Linked DNA regions of Pan troglodytes: region 1 is linked to region 2. Evidence: chromatin contacts called from public HiChIP or PLAC-seq data. All regions are on one chromosome and are shown on one strand. The core of a region is the stretch at or near the end of the contact, and the rest is flanking DNA. Distances in the headings are between cores, read along the strand shown. Region 1 holds the start of DDX10 (DEAD-box helicase 10). Region 2 holds the start of NPAT (nuclear protein, coactivator of histone transcription).

What was found. HiChIP or PLAC-seq counts read pairs in DNA pulled down with a chosen protein or histone mark.
Region 1: an H3K4me3 HiChIP or PLAC-seq map of stem cell-derived excitatory neurons shows a contact between it and region 2, with 5 times the contacts expected there. The contact joins the promoter of DDX10 here to the promoter of NPAT in region 2. A contact is called at or near these places in 2 of 7 Hi-C or Micro-C datasets (blood and stem cell-derived neural progenitor cells) and 1 of 1 datasets of contacts at active chromatin or transcription factors (stem cell-derived excitatory neurons).

What each region holds. Positions count from the first base shown.
Region 1 is chr9:110,645,142-110,649,527 of NHGRI_mPanTro3-v2.0_pri, forward strand. DDX10 (DEAD-box helicase 10) reads left to right here and starts at 2,740. Exons shown (of 18, transcript XM_009424123.5): 1 at 2,740-3,170. The coding sequence starts at 2,985.
Region 2 is chr9:110,205,517-110,210,554 of NHGRI_mPanTro3-v2.0_pri, forward strand. It overlaps NPAT (nuclear protein, coactivator of histone transcription), which reads right to left and starts at 2,917. Exons shown (of 18, transcript XM_508739.8): 1 at 2,636-2,917. The coding sequence starts at 2,672. It overlaps ATM (ATM serine/threonine kinase), which reads left to right and starts at 3,223. Exons shown (of 63, transcript XM_016921933.4): 1 at 3,223-3,322.

The DNA of each region.
Region 1 (4,386 bases), core at 1,490-3,989, 440 kb after region 2:
CCTCAATATCACAATTGGAAGCCTATCTAGGGGTCATTTCTACAGAAAAGAAGGTATTGGAGCAACTAAGCATAGAAACCATCATAAAGCTGTCACTTTAAGTGATCAATATATGAACTATTTTCATCACAAATTATTAAATCCTAATGACTTTGGAATGTGATATTGAGTTCTTGTGACTAAAATTTGAATTTTCCACTATTGTATGTTAACAATTTGGTTTATTTAACAAACAAAATGACTTCTATGAAGAGTTTTGTTTTGTTCTCTGAGTATTCCCTGTTTTTATTTCTTGGATATGAGGCCTTATTTTCCTAAGAATATTGATAGTGATTTTTTTTTGAAGGCCTATTTTGCTCTCTGCATTAGTTTACTAATTTTGGCTTAAAACTTTTAAGTTAAAGGATTTCCTAAAATATTTGTTGGTCTTTGGTTATTAGCCCATATTTAAGAATAAGGCTGATTAGAAATGAGTGAACGGAGGGCTTATTAACTGATAAGTTTCACTAAAGAGCAATGGGGTGGTTAGAGAGTTGTCATTTATTTGGCTGCTGCCAAAATGTCTTTTTTCTTTCTCTCTCTTTTTGTTTTTGTTTTTTTTTTTTGAGACAGAGTCTGGCTCTGTCACCCAGCCTGGAGTGCAGTGGCAGTATCAGGGCTTACTGCAGCCTTGACTTCTGTAGGCTCAAGTGAACTTCCTGCCTTGGCCCCCTAGTTTCTGGGACTACAGGTGTGTGCAACCAAGCTCGGCTAATTTTTTTGAATTTTGGTACAGACAAGGTCTCACTATGTTGCCCAGGCTGGTCTCGAACTTCCGGGTTCAAGCAATCCTCCCACCTTGGCCTCGGAAAGTGCTGGGATTATAGCTGTGAGCCACCGTGCCTGGCCCCTAGATGTTATTGAGGTCTTTCTCTTGGACATTCAGTTTTCCTAGAGTTGAACCTTCCAGTTTCTTGCCTGGGGTGCATACATGCCTGACTCCTACAGTTTTAGGAAAAAAGTGAGTTATAGCTGAGGGCCTTATCGTTCTGTAGGTATGCATATGTGGTATACATATGTAGTAAAATACACATCACATAAAATTTACCATTTTAGCCATTTGTAAGTATACAATTCAGTTGCATTAAATACATTCTCATTGTTGTGCAACCAATCTGCAGAACTCTTTTCATCTTGCCAAACTGGAACTCTGCACTGATTAAACAGTAACCCCCTGGTTGCCTGAGTCCCTGGCAACCACAAGTCTACTTTCTCTATCATTTTGACAACTCTAAGTTTCTCATATAAATAGAACCATATATAGTATTTGTCCTTTTGTGACTGGCTTATTTCACTTAGCTTAATATTCTTAAAGTTTATCCACGTTGTGGCATGTGTCAGAAATTCCTTCTTTATGAAGGCTGAATAATATTCCATTTTAGGTACATATTATGTTTTGTTTACTCATTCATCAGTTGATAGACACCTGGGTTGCTTCCACATTTTAGCTATAGTGCTGTGGTGAACACGGTATGCAAATATCTGAGACCCTGCTTTCGATTATTTTGGCTATACATACCCAGAAGTGAAATTGCTGGCTCACGTGGAGTTCTATTTTTAATTTTTTGAGGATGTATATACACTTTTATGTAATCACTCCTTATTGAGCTTTACTGTCTACCACATCTAGTGTCCCTGAGTGTGGAAATTCTCTTGTTCACCTCCTGTCCTCACTCCCTTCCAATAAGCCATGTCTTGTTTGGAGGATGGGCATAGAGTTGAGAGTAGTGATCTGGATATGTGGGGTTGGAAAGGAAATTTGAGGGCCCAAAATTCTGCCTGTGAACTTTGAACTCAATTTTCCAATCTCCTTTGCTACAGCTAAGCTCTCCCACCCACATCCGGTGTTTTCCTGGAGGCTGTAGGTAAATGTGTCAAAAAATTCAATTCATTGAAAGCCAGTTCACTTAAATGTCCAACTTGCAATAACTTTTCTATTACCTCCTTTTTTTTTTGACGGAGTTTCACTCTTTCACCCAGGCTGTGGTGAAGTGGGGCGATCTTGGCTCACTGTAACCTCCGCCCCCGGGGTTCAAGCGATTCTCCTGCCTCAGCCTCCCAAGTAGCTAGGATTATAGGTGTGCACCACCACGCCTGGATAATTTTTGTATTTTTAGCAGAGACAGGGCTTCACCATATTGGCCAGGCTGGTCTCGACCTCCTGACCTCAGGTGATCCACCCACCTCGACCTCCCAAATTGCTGGAATTACAGGCGTGAGCCACCGTGCCCGGCCTCTATTACCTACCTCCTTACGTTTAGTTATCATTTTGTCTCCATAAAAGCATTTTAAGGCAAATTCAATTTGATTCCGTTCCAGTTTCCTTGCTGTTGCAGCTAGAGTCTGAGGGGCCCAGAGGAAAAGGAAAACCCAGAGGGGCATAAGAAGAATACAGAATATTCATTTTTATTCCTGAGGAAGTACAACCACCATGGATGGAAATCAGAAGTCATTAACTAGCTGTTTACTTCTGGGCAAATCTTTTGGCTCGTTGGCCCGAAAAGTGCAAAACGAGGGTCACAATTTTCATTCACAGATTGTATGTGTTTACACACATACTCACAAACGCTTAGCAAAGTTGAACCTGGAGCAAATGTGTTAATAGCCCTTAAAGGGTCAGTGTATGACGTCACCGTAGTAACAACAACAGTGCGCATGCGTTTTTTTTTAAAGAGCCGGCGTGCTCCCGGCGCCGCTCAGCTCGCCCCCTTCCTTGGAGTGCTGCGCCCCCGTTTCCCCAGGCTGCTCCTCCCAGCAGGAGCCAATTCGCCAATCACAGCCCTCCTTTTCCTGACGTCATTGGCGCGTGCCCCGGTTTCAAAAGCTCGGGGGCGGGCTTCTGGGTTCGCGCATGCGCCTCTGTGCGTTTGTCCCATGCTGGTTCCGTGAGTCTGGTCTTAGGTGTCTCGTGTCGGGGGTTAATCCGAGCTGTCGCCGCCGCCGCAATGGGCAAAACTGCCGACTCTCCGGGTTCGGGAGCCCGACCCGACCCGGTGCGGAACTTCAATCGCTGGAAGAAAAAACACAGCCATAGGCAGAACAAAAAGAAGCAGTTGAGGAAGCAACTGAAGAAACCCGAATGGCAGGTCGAGCGCGAGAGTATCAGCCGCCTCATGCAGAACTATGAAAAGGTGGGGCCGGCGCTGGGGAGGGGGCTCGGGCCGGCCAGCAGCGGGGCAGCGTCTCACTGCGGCGAGGAGTTGCAGAGTGGAGGTGGCGGATCTGTCACCGGGACCCGGCCGGGAATGAGAGGTCACGCCGGGTGCCACAGCTCAAACCTCTGCACCGTTCTGGCCACTCTTCTGCTTGCCACACTGTTCCTAAAAAAGTAATAGAAATGCGGCCGTACCTAAGGGTAGGGAGACTAATGCTGTAATAGCTACAGTCATATTCATATTAATAATACTGATGACAATAATGGTAATAATGACACCTACATTTTTAAGCACTCACCATGTGCTTACAGTAATTGTTTGACTTGATCTGAGGTATGGATATTAATAATCCTATTTAACAGATGAGATAATTGAGGTTCTAAGAGGAATGAAACTTGTCCGAATCTTTCACGCTTAGTAGGTGGTGTGGAATTGGAAGCTAGATCCATGTCTTTCTAATCCCAAAGCCTTTGCTTTTAACCATGAAGCCAGACTGCATCCCTCAACATCATCTATGCTCCTTCCTGTGCCCACCTCATTTTCTCCACAGGCTTCATGTCCCCATCCAAGAATTGGCCTAGAAAAGCTGGACCGCTGGTCTGTTTCTGTCACCTATCATCCCCACATTGTAGCTGGTGTTCCCAGATGAGTATACCTGTAATGATCACTTTGACCTCCTGACTTCTTCCCCCAACCTCCAGACTCCACAGGTCTGTCAATTCCTCTTTTCCCTTTCCCTAAATCCCATGTTTGTTGGTCTTCACCCACATCATTCAGCTTCTCAGCCCCCTTCTAGTGCAGTACAATCAGGGATTTAACAGATGGAACATTCTTGGAACTAAGGTTGCCATTGTAACAAATTACCACAAACTTGGCGGCTTAAAACAACAGAGATCTTGAGGTCAGGAGTTCGAGACCAGCCTGACCAACATGGTGAAACCCCGCCTCTACTAAAAATACAAAAAAATTAGCTGGGCGTAGTGGTGGGTGACTGTAATCCCAGCTACTTGGGAGGCTGAGGCAAGAGAATCGCTTGAACCCGGGAGGCAGAGGTTGCAGTGAGCCCAGATCGCACCATTGCACTCCAGACTGGGTGAGATGAGTGAGACTCTGTCTCAAACAAACAAACAAACAAAAAAGCCCAGCAACAACAGAGATTTACCTTGTCACAGTTCTGGAGGCCATACGTCTG
Region 2 (5,038 bases), core at 1,667-4,166:
CATGATAAGGTTGTAACAGAAGTACAATGCTATGGCAACATTTAAGAAGTACTGACTGTACTTGCTGAATGAAGTTTCAGAGATCAGGCATGACCTGAACCTTGAATACAAGTGTACTAGGAAGACAAAGAGAAGTAGAATACATACAAGAATATTCAAAGAAACTTCAATTCGTTTGGCATGTCTGCAGCATAAAACAGATGTTAGGAAGTTGAGATCAAGTTGGAGAGGTAGGTAGGATCAGTTCCACAGAGCACCTTGAATAAATGGATAAAAACTGAACTGATGGCCCAGAGGCAATAAACACTTTGATGTATTCTGGCCCACACAACATTTTGTAAAATCCCAGCAAGGCAATAAGGGCTACTTAAGTGGAGTAGTGAGATGCAATAGTCAGAGTGCAGTATCCTGAAGGATAAAAGGTAGGTGAAGAACAGCAACTAAGTGGAATTCATTGTTCTTTGAATAAATTTGACTTGTGAAAGGGTGACACAGAACATAACACAGAATGTTCTGTTTAATGGGTGTCTAATGTCTACTGGGGTCCAGAAAAGTGTTTTTCTGTGTGTATGTTTAAGAGTTAAAAAAAACCTAATTATCTGAACACTAAGGGGAGAAAACTTAACTTCTCTATGTTCAGCAATTGGCACAGTGTTTGGAACATATTAGGCACCCAAAGATTTGCTAGAAAAAAACATTATGAAGGGACCAATAACAAGAGGAGCTGAAGATGGCGAGGGGGTACTGATAGGAAAAGAATCATGAGTAAATAATAAACCTGATATGAGAAAGATATACACGATATATATCTATTTAAGATGTAAAATGATAAACGACAAAAGTAAGAGCATTAGGCATGGGGAGGCTTGTATTGTATACCTCTGCCCATTTGAAATTTTTAGTAAGAATAGAATTATCTCAACTTTCAGAATAAAAGGTATAGTGTGAAAGCTTCAGGGAGATTTGTAACAACAGTAAATAAAATGAATTGCGAGGACAACTGTCTGGGAAGCCATGACAGAAGTCCAAAAGAGAAGTAATGGCAGGCACATTGCGGGATTGGTGGCAGTGAAAATGGAATGTGAATGACAAAGATTTTTAAGATAAGAAAACCATGGCTGGCGTTTTTTGTCCATTAAATGAAAAGCAGGAAGTCAGCAGAGTAGCTGGTTTGTGGAGAAAGAATACTCACAAATTGATGTGAATTATTTCAATTAGAAAATGATACTGCTTTCTTAGGACTTTCTTAACTAGGGGTGATTCTGCCCTCCAGGGGACATACTAGCAATATCTGGAGACATTTTCGCTGATCACAACTGGGTAAGGGTAGGGTGGGGAACGGGTGTCCTACTGTAATCTAGTGAATAGAAGCCAGGAATGCTGCTAAACATCCTACAATATTTGAGCACAGGATAGCTCCCCACAATAAAGAATTATGAGGCCCAAAATGTTAACAGTACTGAGGCTGAGAAACTATGTTTAAGACTATAGTTACCGAAACTCAACTAGATTACCAAACTGCCAAAACTCAGAATTCTTAAGCAAAAGATTAATCAGACATTAACAAAACATTAAACTTGTCATTATGTTTCTTCAAAAATGGATGGTGGAACCATTTCCGTTTAACGTTTCCTGCAAAATGTGCTTATCAAGAGCCCTGCGCAAATAACATTTTTGTGGACAGCGCTGGGCATTTAAAAGAGGCACAAGACAAATGGGTTTTCCGAACAATAAAATAATGGTAGTAATGGCTGTGAATACTATGGGAGGTTTCATCACAGATGCTTGCTATTTACTTTTAGGGACGTCGCATACGACGTCCGTAAATTACTGGCTCGGGTTTTGAGCTTTACCTGGCTCTCGTCCCCTGTAGTACAATCCTCTTTATTCTTTCAGGGGACAAACAACAACAAAACCCGTCTCTCACACAGACAATACACCCTGACAGACAAGTGACCCACAAACCATCCCTCCTCAAATGAAGGTAAAACTAGGGCTAGAAAACGTTCAACTAATTTAAGGCAATTAACCCTCTGAAATTTTTCGCTGATCAAAGGAACAGGAATTGCTGTTTTAAAATATGCAACTGGCATTTCACACCTCTACACTGGACGACGTATTGCGTGGAGGATGGAGAAGGAAGATCACCCCTACTCCCAAATTCGTAGTTATAAGGGCGGGTTATTAGAAGGGCGCCAGGAAGGTCTCTCTACAAAGATGGGGGGCCGGGGAACTCCCTACTTGCCCTATCTTGGTCCCAACACTGAACCAAGGAAAGTGCGCCCAAGGTTGAAGCACACGCAATCCGTCCGTCATGCAGACAAATGCTCTTTCAGGGGTCCTAATTAAGTGTGGAGGCCTGACTTTCCTTCCGAATCCGCCCCAGGTGTTCCACCCCGAGCTTCCCCTCGGCCTTCCCCTCGCCACGCAGCCTCTGAAGAGAGGAGCATCTACATACAAAGAGGCTTAAACTGCCCAGAACCTCCGAATGACGAAGAATCACCGCCAGTCTCAACTCGTAAGCGGGGAGGCAAAACCCCAAAGCTTCCCTACCCAGGGAAAACCTTTGGCCTCAAAGGTCCTTCTGTCCGGCATAGCCGGGTCCAATAACCCTCCTTTCCGGGTCCGCGCTTACCCAATACAAGCCGGGCTACGTCCGAGGGTAACAACATGATCAAAACCACAGCAGGAACCACAATAAGGAACAAGACTCAGGTTAAAGCAAACACAGCGACAGCTCCTGCGCCGCATCTCCCGGTTCCAGTGGCGGCACTGAACTCGCGGCAATTTGTCCCGCCTCTTTCGCTTCACGCCAGCCAATCGCTTCCGCCAGAGAAAGAAAGGCGCCGAAATGAAACCCGCCTCCGTTCGCCTTCGGAACTGTCGTCACTTCCGTCCTCAGACTTGGAGGGGCGGGGATGAGGAAGGCGGGGAGGACGACGAGGGCGAGGAGGGTGGGTGAGAGCCCCGGAGCCCGAGCCGAAGGGCGAGCCGCAAACGCTAGGTCGCTGGCCATTGGTGGACATGGCGCAGGCGCGTTTGCTCCGACGGGCCGAATGTTTTGGGGGAGTGTTTTGAGCGCGGAGACCGCGTGATACTGGATGCGCATGGGCATACCGTGCTCTGCGGCTGCTTGGCGTTGTTTCTTCCTCCAGAAGTGGGCGCTGGGCAGTCACGCAGGGTTTGAACCGGAAGCGGGAGTAGGTCCCTGCGTGGCTAACGGAGAAAAGAAGCCGTGGCCGCGGGAGGAGGCGAGAGGAGTCGGGATCTGCGCTGCTGCCACCGCCGCGGTTGATACTACTTTGACCTTCCGAGTGCAGCGGTAGGGGCGCGGAGGCAACGCAGCGGCTTCTGCGCTGGAAAATTCAGTCGTGTGCGACCCAGTCTGTCCTCTCCCCAGACCGCCAATCTCATGCACCCCTCCAGAGTGACCCTTGACTCCTCCCTCTCCTCACTCCATCTTTCCTGGCCTCTCTCCGGGTTCTTAGCGGACTTGGCCAATAACCTCCTCCTTTTAAACGCCCTGAATTGAACCCTGCCTCCTGCGCATCCTCTTTTCGTGTCACCTTAGGGTTCAGATTTAACTACGCGACTTGACTAGTCATCTTTTGATCTCTCGTATTTAGTACTTTTAGTCAGCGAGCATGTATTGATATTTCAACTTCAACCTCGCGGTTAAGAGCTTGGGCTCTGGAATCATACGGCTGGAATTGGAATTCTGTCAGTCGTGTGGCCGCTCTCTACTGTCTTGTGAAGATAAGTGAGATAATCTTGACCTGTGGTGAGCACTCGTGAGCGTTAGCTGCTGTATTTACCAGGTACAGATAAGACAACTACAGTGGATGATAATGTATGTGGTGATAGGGGAGTACTCTGATGGTAGAGGAGTGACTTTGGTTCTCTGCAAACTCAGCCTGAGACTATCAATTCAGTTTGTGGTGAGACCTCTCAGTGTTACCTTGGCAGATGGTAGAAGCCTTCCAAATGGAAGGAAAAATGCGTGTAAAGGCACAAAGTGTAGAAGGACCCTGAAGTTCCAGAGTGAGGCCTGGCATTGAATGAAATATATTTTGTGGGTTTTCAGCTGCTGAAGTCATAGGAATGGATGAGACCAAGAAAACAAAGCTGTTTTTGAGGTATGAGCGGAAGAAGAGGTATCAGGAGACTTTCGAAACAGTCATAACGGAAGTTAATATGATCATTGCTAACATTTGCTGTGTTTCAGGCACTGTAAGCATGTATATGGGTCCTTACAGGGACTCATAGAGGTAGGTACTAGTATTGTTTTTCCTTTTATCATTGAGAAACTGAGGTTTGAAGAGATTAGTGAACTTGCTCTAGATTATACAGTTTGTAAGTGGCTGAACCAGGATTTGAACTAATACAATCTGACTACAGAGGCCACACTCCTTAGCACTAGAAAAGAATGGCATGCCAAGGGCAGAGTTATTTCTAGGAAGATGGGATATAAGCGTCATTGTCAAGTTGTGCAAAGGGGTCAACTTGGTTGAGATCTAAAAAGGAACACTGAATTCGTCAATTCAGAGGCTCGTAGGAAGTAGGAAATCCTTATCTTTTCGTTTGAACCTTGAGTGGAACCCAGATATTCTGGATTAATGTATAAATGAAGTTCATCTTTATATGGTGACACTCATACTCTAGTTGACTACCTAATAGTTCCTCTGCCTTCTTTCAGTTCCGCCAACATACTGTGTTCTTTAACATTGTAGAACCCTTTGGCTATAAGCTAGTCTCCTTCCCTGAAGTGTTGGTCCTCTAGCCCTTTTTTTGATTGGCACCAGTTAGTTCAGATCTTGGCTTTATTATAAACTCCTCTGAGATATATGTTCCCTGACAGTTTATCTAAAATGATTCTCTCTACAGTTATTTTCTATTACTGTGTTTTTGTTTCCTCAGAGGCATACATCACAATTTGGAATTATGCATTGGTTTATCAATTTACTTGTTTATTGTCACCCTGCTGCCCAGATATGACTTCATGAGGGTAGGATTTGTATCTGTTTAGTTCATTATTTGT